Regions from separate parts of the Mus musculus genome. Here region 2 is linked to region 1. A link is a contact called in public promoter capture Hi-C data. All regions are on one chromosome and are shown on one strand. Each heading gives the region's core, a stretch centred on a gene start, on an enhancer-like site or on the middle of the called end of the contact. The rest is flanking DNA. Distances are from core to core; before and after follow the strand shown. Region 1 holds the start of S100a2 (S100 calcium binding protein A2). Region 2 holds the start of S100a9 (S100 calcium binding protein A9 (calgranulin B)).

What was found. Capture Hi-C pulls out chosen DNA fragments and counts their contacts.
Region 2: a promoter capture Hi-C map of adipose tissue shows a contact between it and region 1. The contact joins the promoter of S100a9 here to the promoter of S100a2 in region 1. A contact is called at or near these places in 10 of 39 promoter capture datasets (the C10 cell line, cranial neural crest, embryonic stem cells and 6 more), 2 of 15 datasets of contacts at CTCF or cohesin (the G1E-ER4 cell line and embryonic stem cells), 70 of 484 Hi-C or Micro-C datasets (B cells, the Ba/F3 cell line, CD4 T cells and 35 more), 7 of 115 datasets of contacts at active chromatin or transcription factors (astrocytes, bone marrow-derived dendritic cells, embryonic stem cells and 4 more) and 5 of 9 other capture datasets (adipose tissue, embryonic stem cells, liver and 2 more).

What each region holds. Positions count from the first base shown.
Region 1 is chr3:90,588,258-90,592,978 of GRCm38.p6, reverse strand. It overlaps S100a2 (S100 calcium binding protein A2), which reads right to left and starts at 2,732. Exons shown (of 2, transcript NM_001195760.1): 1 at 2,625-2,732; 2 at 1,471-1,677. The coding sequence starts at 2,732. The coding sequence ends at 1,471. It also overlaps a transcript of S100a3 not described here.
Region 2 is chr3:90,693,786-90,698,506 of GRCm38.p6, reverse strand. S100a9 (S100 calcium binding protein A9 (calgranulin B)) reads left to right here and starts at 2,786. Exons shown (of 3, transcript NM_001281852.1): 1 at 2,786-2,839; 2 at 3,210-3,374. The coding sequence starts at 3,222.

The DNA.
Region 1 (4,721 bases), core at 1,483-3,982:
TTTAGTTAAGGTATTGCAGGTCAAGCCTCGATTAACTTCTGAATGCTGTGTAAGTGGTAGAAAAGCCAGTAGCTATAAAGATCAATCAAGAGTAATAACTTAAAAGATGAAATTGGATGGAGGTAAAAGTGAAATATAGGGCTTAGAGTCTATAGGATGGAAAGCTGGTGGCCCTTGTCACGGTACAGCAAGCCATGTGTTCAAACTGTCACCTGATATACTTTAGAATGCAGAATATGTGGCAACTTAAGTGACAGCCTTAGGAAAAAAACGGTAGAAACCATAAGGATTTTTGGTTTGAGCCTGGCTCCTAAGGGGTTTTATCAGAGATCGAGAAGGAGGGAGTAAACTCAAAACTGAGCTAACCCACTTGAAAGCAGATAGGAAAAAAGGTTTTCTAAAAACAAGCACAGTGCCTAGGGCCTGTGATCTGCAAATGAATCCTAAGGAAACTGCAGAGCAGGTGAGGGTAACAACTCCTTCCCCACCCCTACCCCCATCCCCACCCCCACCCCCACCCCCACCCCAAGTAGCTCTCAGGATCTCTGGCCCTTTACAGCCTTCAGTGTCAGGGTTTGTGCTATGTTCTGGGATTGTATCCTCCCTTCTGTGAAGTTAGAATTAGTGGAGGGGTAGATAAAATGATTGTAGTTGTAGGTGGGTTTTATATTTTTTGTGTGTGCTGCCCCTGCCCCTGCCCCTGCCCCTGCCCCTGCCCCTGCCCCTGCCCCTGCCCCTGCCCCTGCCCCTGCCCCTGCCCCTGCCTCCTGAGTACTGGGATAAAGGTTGCACCACCATGCCACCAACCTTCCTTTGTCTTGTTTTGTCTTGTCTTGTCTTGTCTTGTCTTGTCTTGTCTTGTCTTGTCTTGTCTTGTCTTGTCTTGTTTTGTTTTGTTTTGAGTCAGGGTATCTCTGTGTAACAGCCCTGGCTGTTCTAGAGTTTGCTTTATATACCACACTGGCCTTGAACTCACAGCGATCCACCTGCTTCTGCCACCCTAGTGCTGGGATTAAAAATCTGCACTGCCACACCCAGCTCCCAATCTTCCTTTTTAAAATACCTTTCTTAACCAAATAAAATGTTACCAGCCTACCTCAATTCCCAAAATTTCATTCATGTGAAATCCCAAAGAGTAGAACCTTTGAGGCCAAGCAGTAGTGGCACACGCCTTTAATCCCAGCACTTGGGAGGCAGAGGCAGGCGGATTTCTGAGTTCAAGGCCAGCCTGGTCTACAGAGTACTTTCCAGGACAGCCAGGGCTACATAGAGAAACCCTGCCTCCAAAAACCTAAAAAAAAAAAAAAAAAAAAGAGTAGAACCTTTGGCCTCAGAAAGTTGGGGTACAGTACGGAAGGTGTTAGAAACCAGGATCTCCTCTGTTCCCAGGCCTTTAACTGACCCAGTCAAGGCACAAGGCATCACTGAGCCATTATAATACTCTCCACCAGCAAACTAACAAAAGTTTATTTAATACAAACTTAAAAAGATAGAGAGTTGTTTCAACCAAGAGATCCACGGCAGGTAGTGGAGCGCTGGGGACCCCTCAAGGAAGTTATTAAACCAGATAGCAGAATCCACCAGAACCAGGGCATACATCCGGAAGTCCACCTGCTGGTCACTGTCCTTATCGAGGTTGTTCATTTCCTTCTTCACCTTCTCATCATCTACGTTATCCTGAAGGTGACAGGGACAGGAGTCATCACGGAGTGGGGCACTGCCCAACCCACCTCCAACACCTTCCCTGACATCAGCGTGCAGCTTTTATTTCCAAGATGGGCAGCCAGGTCTACCGTGGGCGGGAAACCCTTGTGAGGTACCAAGAAGGTCAGTAAGGAAGGACAGATAGACTTATGATGTAAGTGTCTCCAATAGGCCTACTGGAGTGTGTGTGCGTGTGTGTGTGGGGGGGGGGGGGTTCCTGGGTATTCCTCAGAGTATGAAGAAACTAATCTTTGCTAGGCCCCAGCTTCATCTTGATAATGAGAAAATCAGAGCTTCACTGCCCTCCCTACCCCCCATCAGTAGGATGAATTCAAACAAGACAAACCTTTCCATACCAGCCAAAACAATGAAAAAGAATTAACCCAAAATGAAGAAGGGGGGGGGCAAGACCTGCCTCATACATTAAGTTCTGAGACCTAGCTCTATAATTACCCATTAGTCTGTACAGGGCAGGAGACAAATTGAGAGGTCACAGCGCTTCTCTGGCAAATGCCCCAGGGTGTATGTCTTGGCTAGAATCCACTCTCTCTATATACATTCTTGGTTTGGCATATAAATGTGTAAAATAAAAAGAGAAATTAATGCCCACCAATAATGTCCTTGTGTGACCCATGGCCAGCTGCTACCTTTCTCTGAGTTTGGGACCATTCAACTAGCCAATTACAGGATTAGACAGATAGACTCTGGAGCCCCCAATAGCATTGTGCTCAAGAATGCTGAAGCCATCAATAGCCCTTTCACATATAGACCTAATGGGCACCCCAGGGACTGTGAAATGAGGGCTGATGGGAAATCCTCAGTGCCACCCTGGCACTGGCACTAGCAGGCACCTTGGAAATGAAAGCAGGAACAGACTTGCCCTACCTAGCCCAGGCTCCCCTCCTGGCCTGCCTCACTACCCCCACATAGCTCAGCAGCTCCTTACGCAAAAGCTCCTTTATCTCCCCTTTGTTGTGTTTGAGCCTCTCGTCCTCTTGACTGGCGTACTTGTGGAAGGTATAGACCATCACATCCACAACCTATTGCAGGTCACTAGACGCCTTAAGTCCAGTCTCCAAGGCCTGCTTCTGTGTCACCAAGCCCCTCCAGGAATGACAAGTCACCGCCTGCCTGCATTCTGCCCTGCAAGTATGGCTGTCTAAGGACGAGGGTCCACACTTCCACTTTACACTGTAACCAGACGTTAAACTTTCCTGTGCTGTGCGAGTCATCTAGAGCAGAACCTTGTGTCCTGAAGACCTATCTCTGAAGGTAGATCTTCCAGCCTGAGTGTCCAATGGGAGATGAGGAGAGGCATGAGAAGGGGAGGGGTTGCAGGATATCTAGAGTCTCAGTTGGATTCCTATCTGTGCCAGGAATGCAGAGCACAGATGTGTCCATGGGCTCCCAGAATCACCTGGCAATAATCATCAGAACAGCCCAGGAGTATAAGACTCCATGACGGGATCAAACCGTTCACAAACTCTAGGTCAGAGTCTCTGCCATCTTAAGCTCCCGTAAGCAAGAGTGCTTCCTTCTTCATACCAGGGACGCTCGTAGAGTGACAGGTGTGCCTGCTACCAGGCTGAGCTTTAGCTGTGTGCACAGTGCTGGTTCTTTGCAGTCAGGGCCTAGGCAGGATGTAAGTGACTCAACATCCTCTCCAACAGGAAGGATTCGGCTGAAGTTAGAACTGAAGAAATTAAATGGCCAGTGTCTTGTGGTCAGGCTAGAAGCTGAAGAGATACGGTCAGAAGTCAGGGGTCACCTCTTCCAAATTCCTCTAAGAATATTGAGTGGGTTCCAGAGTAAGGCCAGAGGAGGCAGTGTTGGAGTCAGGAAAGCCTCCAGCCTGCGCTGCCAGCCCTGCTCTGCTAGTCCCACCCTCATCTACTTAGAAAAGCACAGGAGGTAGCCTTGGGCATGGCTCTGCCACTACAGACAGGACTAGGGACCCAGGCAGGGCTAAGCACTGAGAGCCTGTCTCTCTGCCTTCTTAGTCCTAAAAGAATCCGAGACGTTGCAAAAGCAAGAACAACTCAGTATTGATTGTGACATGTCACTGTACAACCTAGTGTGACCTTGACCTCATGACTTTACTGCCTCAGTCTCCTGAGAGTGGGATTACCGGCCGGCTCCATTGTATCTGCCTCAAATTGGGGATTCTTATAGTTTTTTAATATTTTTTTATTTTTTTTAAGATTTATTTATTTATTATATGTAAGTACACTGTAGCTGTCTTCAGACACCCCAGAAGAAGGCATCAGATCTCATTACAGGTGATTGTGAGCCACCATGTGGTTACTGGAATTTGAACTCAGGACTTTCGGAGGGCAGTCAGTGCTTTTACCCGCTGAGCCATCTCACCAACCCCAGGATTCTTATAAAAACACCGCTCACATATCCATGACCTATTCCTAGGCCTAACCACCCCCCCCCAAAAAAAGTTCCCTAAATAGTCATATCTAAACTGAGAGACACAGAGACCTCAGACACAGAGACTGGAGAACAAGCAACAGAGTAAGCCCCTAAGCCCTCAAAGGAGAATGTGGGAAAGACCCTTCCACCTGAATCTTCACTGAGAGGATCCCTTCAAATGAGAGATCCCACCAGCAAGTCAAAGAAAATCTACAAGGACCAGGATCAAGATGGAACGAAGATAGAAACCCAAGTCCTCTACAGGACAGAGGTACTCACCAGATCAGATAGCAGAGAGACCCAGGAGGAATTAAAATGGTCAAGACACCCAGGGTAGAGATTTATATGCCAGCCCAACTGACCTCCAATTTGTCATTTTGGAGAAACAGAACTTGTCCTAACCTGTTCTTGGCAAAATCTGGCCTCCTTCCACCCCATATATTCCCTCCCAGGTAGCACTGGTCTCAGCACCAGCTGGAGGAACCTCCAGGCCCAACCAAGAGCATACCTGAGCTCATCTAGGCCCCAGCAAGAAAACAGAGGTGTGGTGGGAATGGGGAGTGTACTGGCTAGTTGTGTGTGTCAACTTAACACAAACT
Region 2 (4,721 bases), core at 1,537-4,036, 110 kb before region 1:
TATTCAATATCATTAGCCATTTCAGAAATGCAAATCAAAACTCATATTTCCATCTCACTCCAATCACAATAGATATCATCAAGAAAACAAGCAACAGACATAGTGACACATGCATTTAATCCCAGCACTCTGAAGGCAGAGGCAGAGGCAGGTGGGATCCTGTAAACTCAAAGCTACAGAAAAAATCCTGTCTCAAAGAAGAAAAAAGAAGGGAAAAAGGAAGGATGGAAGGAAAAAGAAGGAAAAGAAAAGAAAAGAAAAGAAAAGAAAAGAAAAGAAAAGAAAAGAAAAGAAAAGAAAAGGAAAAGAAAAGAAAGAAAAGAATACTGGCATGAATATGAGAAAAGGGGAACTTGTTAGGAATGTAACTTAATCCAATTACTATGCAAATCAGCGTGGAGATTCTTTATAAAGCTCAACCTTGCTATTCCCGAGTTTATAGCCAAAGGCATAAAAGTCATCATACAATTTACATAACTGCACATCTATGTTTGTTGTGGAACTATTCACTATAGCCAACATATACAAGTCTGGGTGCCCAACAATAGATGAGTGAATAAAGAGAATTGGTATACACGCATAAGAAAGTATGCTGGTGAGGATGTGGAGAAAGAGGAACACTCCTCCATTGCTGGTGGGATTGCAAGCTTGTACAACCACTCTGGAAATCAGTCTGGCGGTTCCTCAGAAAACTGGACATAGTACTAATGATAGATCCAGCAATACCTCTCCTGGGCATATACCCAGAAGATGTTCCAACTGGTAAGAAGGACACATGCTCCACTATGTTCATAGCAGCCTTATTTATAATAGCCAGAAGCTGGAAAGAACCCAGATGCCCCTCAACAGAGGAATGGACACAGAAAATGTGGTACATTTACACAATGGAGTACTACTCAGCTATTAAAAACAATGAATTTATGAAATTCTTGATCAAATGGATGTATCTGGAGGATATCATCCTGAGTGAGGTAACCCAATCACAAAAGTAGTCACTTGATATGCACTCACTGATAAGTGGATATTAGCCCAGAAACCTAGAATACCCAAGATACAACTTCCAAAACACAAGAAAATCAAGAAGGAAGACTAATGCATGGATACTTCATTCCTTCCTAGAATAGGGAATAAAATATCCATGGAAGGAGTTGTAGAGACAAAGTTTGGAGCTAAAATGAGAGGTTGGACCATCCAGAGACTGTTCCACACAGGGGTCCATCCCATAATCAGCCACCAAATCAGGCACAGTGCCTGGCAAATACAAAAGTGGATGCTCACAGTCACCTATTAGATGGAACACAGGACCCCCAATGTAGGAGCTAGAGAAAGTACCCAAGAGCTGAATGGGTCTGCAACCCTATAGGTGGAACAGCAATATGAACTAATCAGTGCCCCCAGAACTCATGTCTCTAGCTGCATATGTAGCAGAAGATGGCCTAGTTGATCATCATCAGGAAGAGAGGCCCCTTGGTCAAGAAAACTTTATATGTCCCAGTACAGAGGAAAGCCAGGGCCAAGAAGTGGGAGTGAGTTTGTAGGGGAACAGGGCGGTGGGAGGGTATAGGGGACGTTTGGGATAGCATTTGAAATGTAAGTGAAGAAAATATCTAATAAAAAAAGTCAAAAGAAAGAAAGAAAGAAAGTATTCAGCCATAAAGAAGAACAAATTGTACCATTTGTAAGAAAACGAATGGACCTAGGGATTATCATGTTAAACATAATAAACTAGACTCACAAGACAAGCACTACATGTTCTCTCTATATGAAAATTAAGGTTAAAAGAAAAAGAAAATGCAAGCAAAGTAAGGGCTGAGGGTGGAACCCTTGATGCCCAGCCCGCTGCCCCTGCCAGGCTACTAAAGAAACATTGCTTTCTGATGCATGTGTAAAGGGTGACTTAATTAACCCCTGCCCCCAGGAAAGGATGTGAAAAAAGACTATCAGAGAGGTACAAGGAGAAAAGAGGAATAGAGAGATGGGATAAGAAAAGAAAATAGAAGGAAATTTTTTATCAAAATATATTATATGAAAGTCATTGTTCTGTTTAGTTGTTATAGGCTAATAACAATCATTTTTTTTAATCAGCTACCTTCTAGGATATAAGTTCCTAGGGGACATAAATGACAACTGGGAATAGGATTTGGAAGAGTGACACTGAGAACCACTGAAGATAGCTCCCCTCTCAGATGCAAGGGGGAGAATGTAGTAGTAAATACCCTTAAAAAGAACTGGGATGTCTGAGTACAGCCCCTGCTAGGTCACATGCTAGCTAAATGATCTTAAGTCCCCTTCTGAACATAACATTCCTCTCCATTGGGAAAGAGCTACCACCTCTGAGGAGCTTCTTAACACTAATTCCATTCAAGAACGCCATGAGGACCCCCTCACCCTTCCTCAAAGGAGCCAGGAAAACACATGAGAAGGCTCAGACCATAAACTCAGGGGATAGAGCCAGAATGAGATGGCCACAATGATTCGCCTGCCACCCTCTGTATATTACAAGTCAGGACAAGGAAATGAAAGGTATCAAAGATGGCAGGTAGGCTGTCTTGCTTAAGATTTGGGCGGGGAGGGGTTAGGGGGAGGTTGGATGGAAGGGAAGTGAGCCAACTAACCAGTTTCCCCCCAAACAAGCTCCAAGCCCAGGGCTGGGAATTTCACAAAACATCAGAGCTGTGTGAACATTTCCTGCCCCACCCCAGCTCCCTGACTGTCAGAGTTACCACACTGCTCACCTGTGAAGCAATCTTCCCCGAGATAACCATGTATCTAACAAGGAGCTGCCTATAAATACTGGGCTTACACTGCTCTTACCAACATCTGTGACTCTTTAGCCTTGGTAAGTAAGCTTCATTTTCCGTGGAGAGGAGTCTCCCTACTAGATCTTTTGTTCCTTCCCTTGGCCAACTTTCCTCCAAGCCTTCCTCTTGAAGCCCTCCTAGGTTGATCTATTCATTTTATATCTTCCTTCACTTTTTCTAAGAATGTTGTGCTATAAAATATTTTTGTTTTTTGCATTCCATCAATAGTCAAAATTCTGTTTTGTGTATATGTGGAGGGAAGCTGTCTCTCCATTATGTAGCACCCTACCTGTTCTTTTTATTTTGTGCTCCCCTCCTTATCTTGCCTAACAGTGGCCAGAGACTAGGTCAGGGAAGCTTGGTATCCCATTCTTTTATTTGTAACTTTTGTTTCCCCTATTTTCAAAGAAGAGCAAGAAGATGGCCAACAAAGCACCTTCTCAGATGGAGCGCAGCATAACCACCATCATCGACACCTTCCATCAATACTCTAGGAAGGAAGGACACCCTGACACCCTGAGCAAGAAGGAATTCAGACAAATGGTGGAAGCACAGTTGGCAACCTTTATGAAGGTGAGGCTTGGCTTGTGAGAGAAGAGGGTGCAATCTGCAGCAGTCTGAGAACAAATTCTAGCACCGGGGGCAGTAGGGCTCTGCCATTAGAGGCACTCAAAGTTAGCCATGAGTCAGGAAATGGTTCAGTTGAACATCTGCAATGTGTGGTGCCCTATTTGGGGCAGAGGGCTGCAGAGATGATCTAGGAACCCATATCCCAGTGTTGGTGACACATAACTTTAAGAACACAAGGGAATTCAATGACCTAAGAGTTGGGAGGATGGTGAGACAGTTCTGTGGATAGTCTGGGAATGAGTGACTATGATTTATAGATAGATAGATGAAGAAGAAGAGGAAGAAGAAGAAGAAGAAGAAGAAGAAGAAGAAGAAGAAGAAGAAGAAGAAGAAGAAGAAGAAGAAGAAGAAGAAGAAGAAGAGAAGGAGGAGGAGGAGGAAGATAGATAAATGATAGATTGATAGATAGATAGATAGATAGATAGATAGATAGATAGATAGATAGATAGATAGATGATAGACAGAGAGACGAATAGATATACCGACAGATAAATAAATAATAAATAGATAGTAGGAGCCAGGCAGTGGTGGCACACACCTTTAATCCCAGCACTTGGGAGGCAGAGGCACGAGGATTTCTGAGTTCGAGGCCAGCCTGGTCTACAGCGTGAGTTCCAGGACAGCTGGGACTACACAAAGGAACCCTGTCTTGAAAAATCAAAAAAATTAAAATTAAAAAAATTTTAAACAATAAATAGATAGTAGGTAAGGAGAAAGAGAGAGACAGAGAAAGAGCCTTTGAGGGAGTAATACTTTAAATGAAACCTAGTCCCTGGTTAAAGACTCAAGGGATCTTAAAACAATGAGATGACAGGTTCAGTTAGTTCCTGGAGAAGGAAGTTAAAACCCACTACCCTTCAAGATGGGCTTTATTACAATAGAGATCATCAAGACGATGAAGGCCATAGTCCAGCCTTTAGGTAAAAGAACTTTTATATTCATTGTGAGGACATTAAAGAAAGTAGCATGAAGTGAAAGAATAGCAGAGATGGCCACCATGACCAACATGGAAGGGGACAACTAAAAGGAGGGGGGAGAGTGTCTGTGTGTGTGTGTCAGAGTCAGAGTAAGCCTTTATTTTTTATAACTTTTCCGCAGAGAAGTGTCCATAATATGGCTAGCCTCTGTCGGCTGGTCCCCTGCCCAACTTGGGACCAAGGAAAATCAGAGAATTGTCACTATGGGAGGTATTAGGGGCAGAGATATCTCTTAAGTGAGTACATCAGACAAGCAAGATACTGATTCAGGGTAAACAGAGGTTGCACTTGAAGCTATGTTAGAAGATACCTT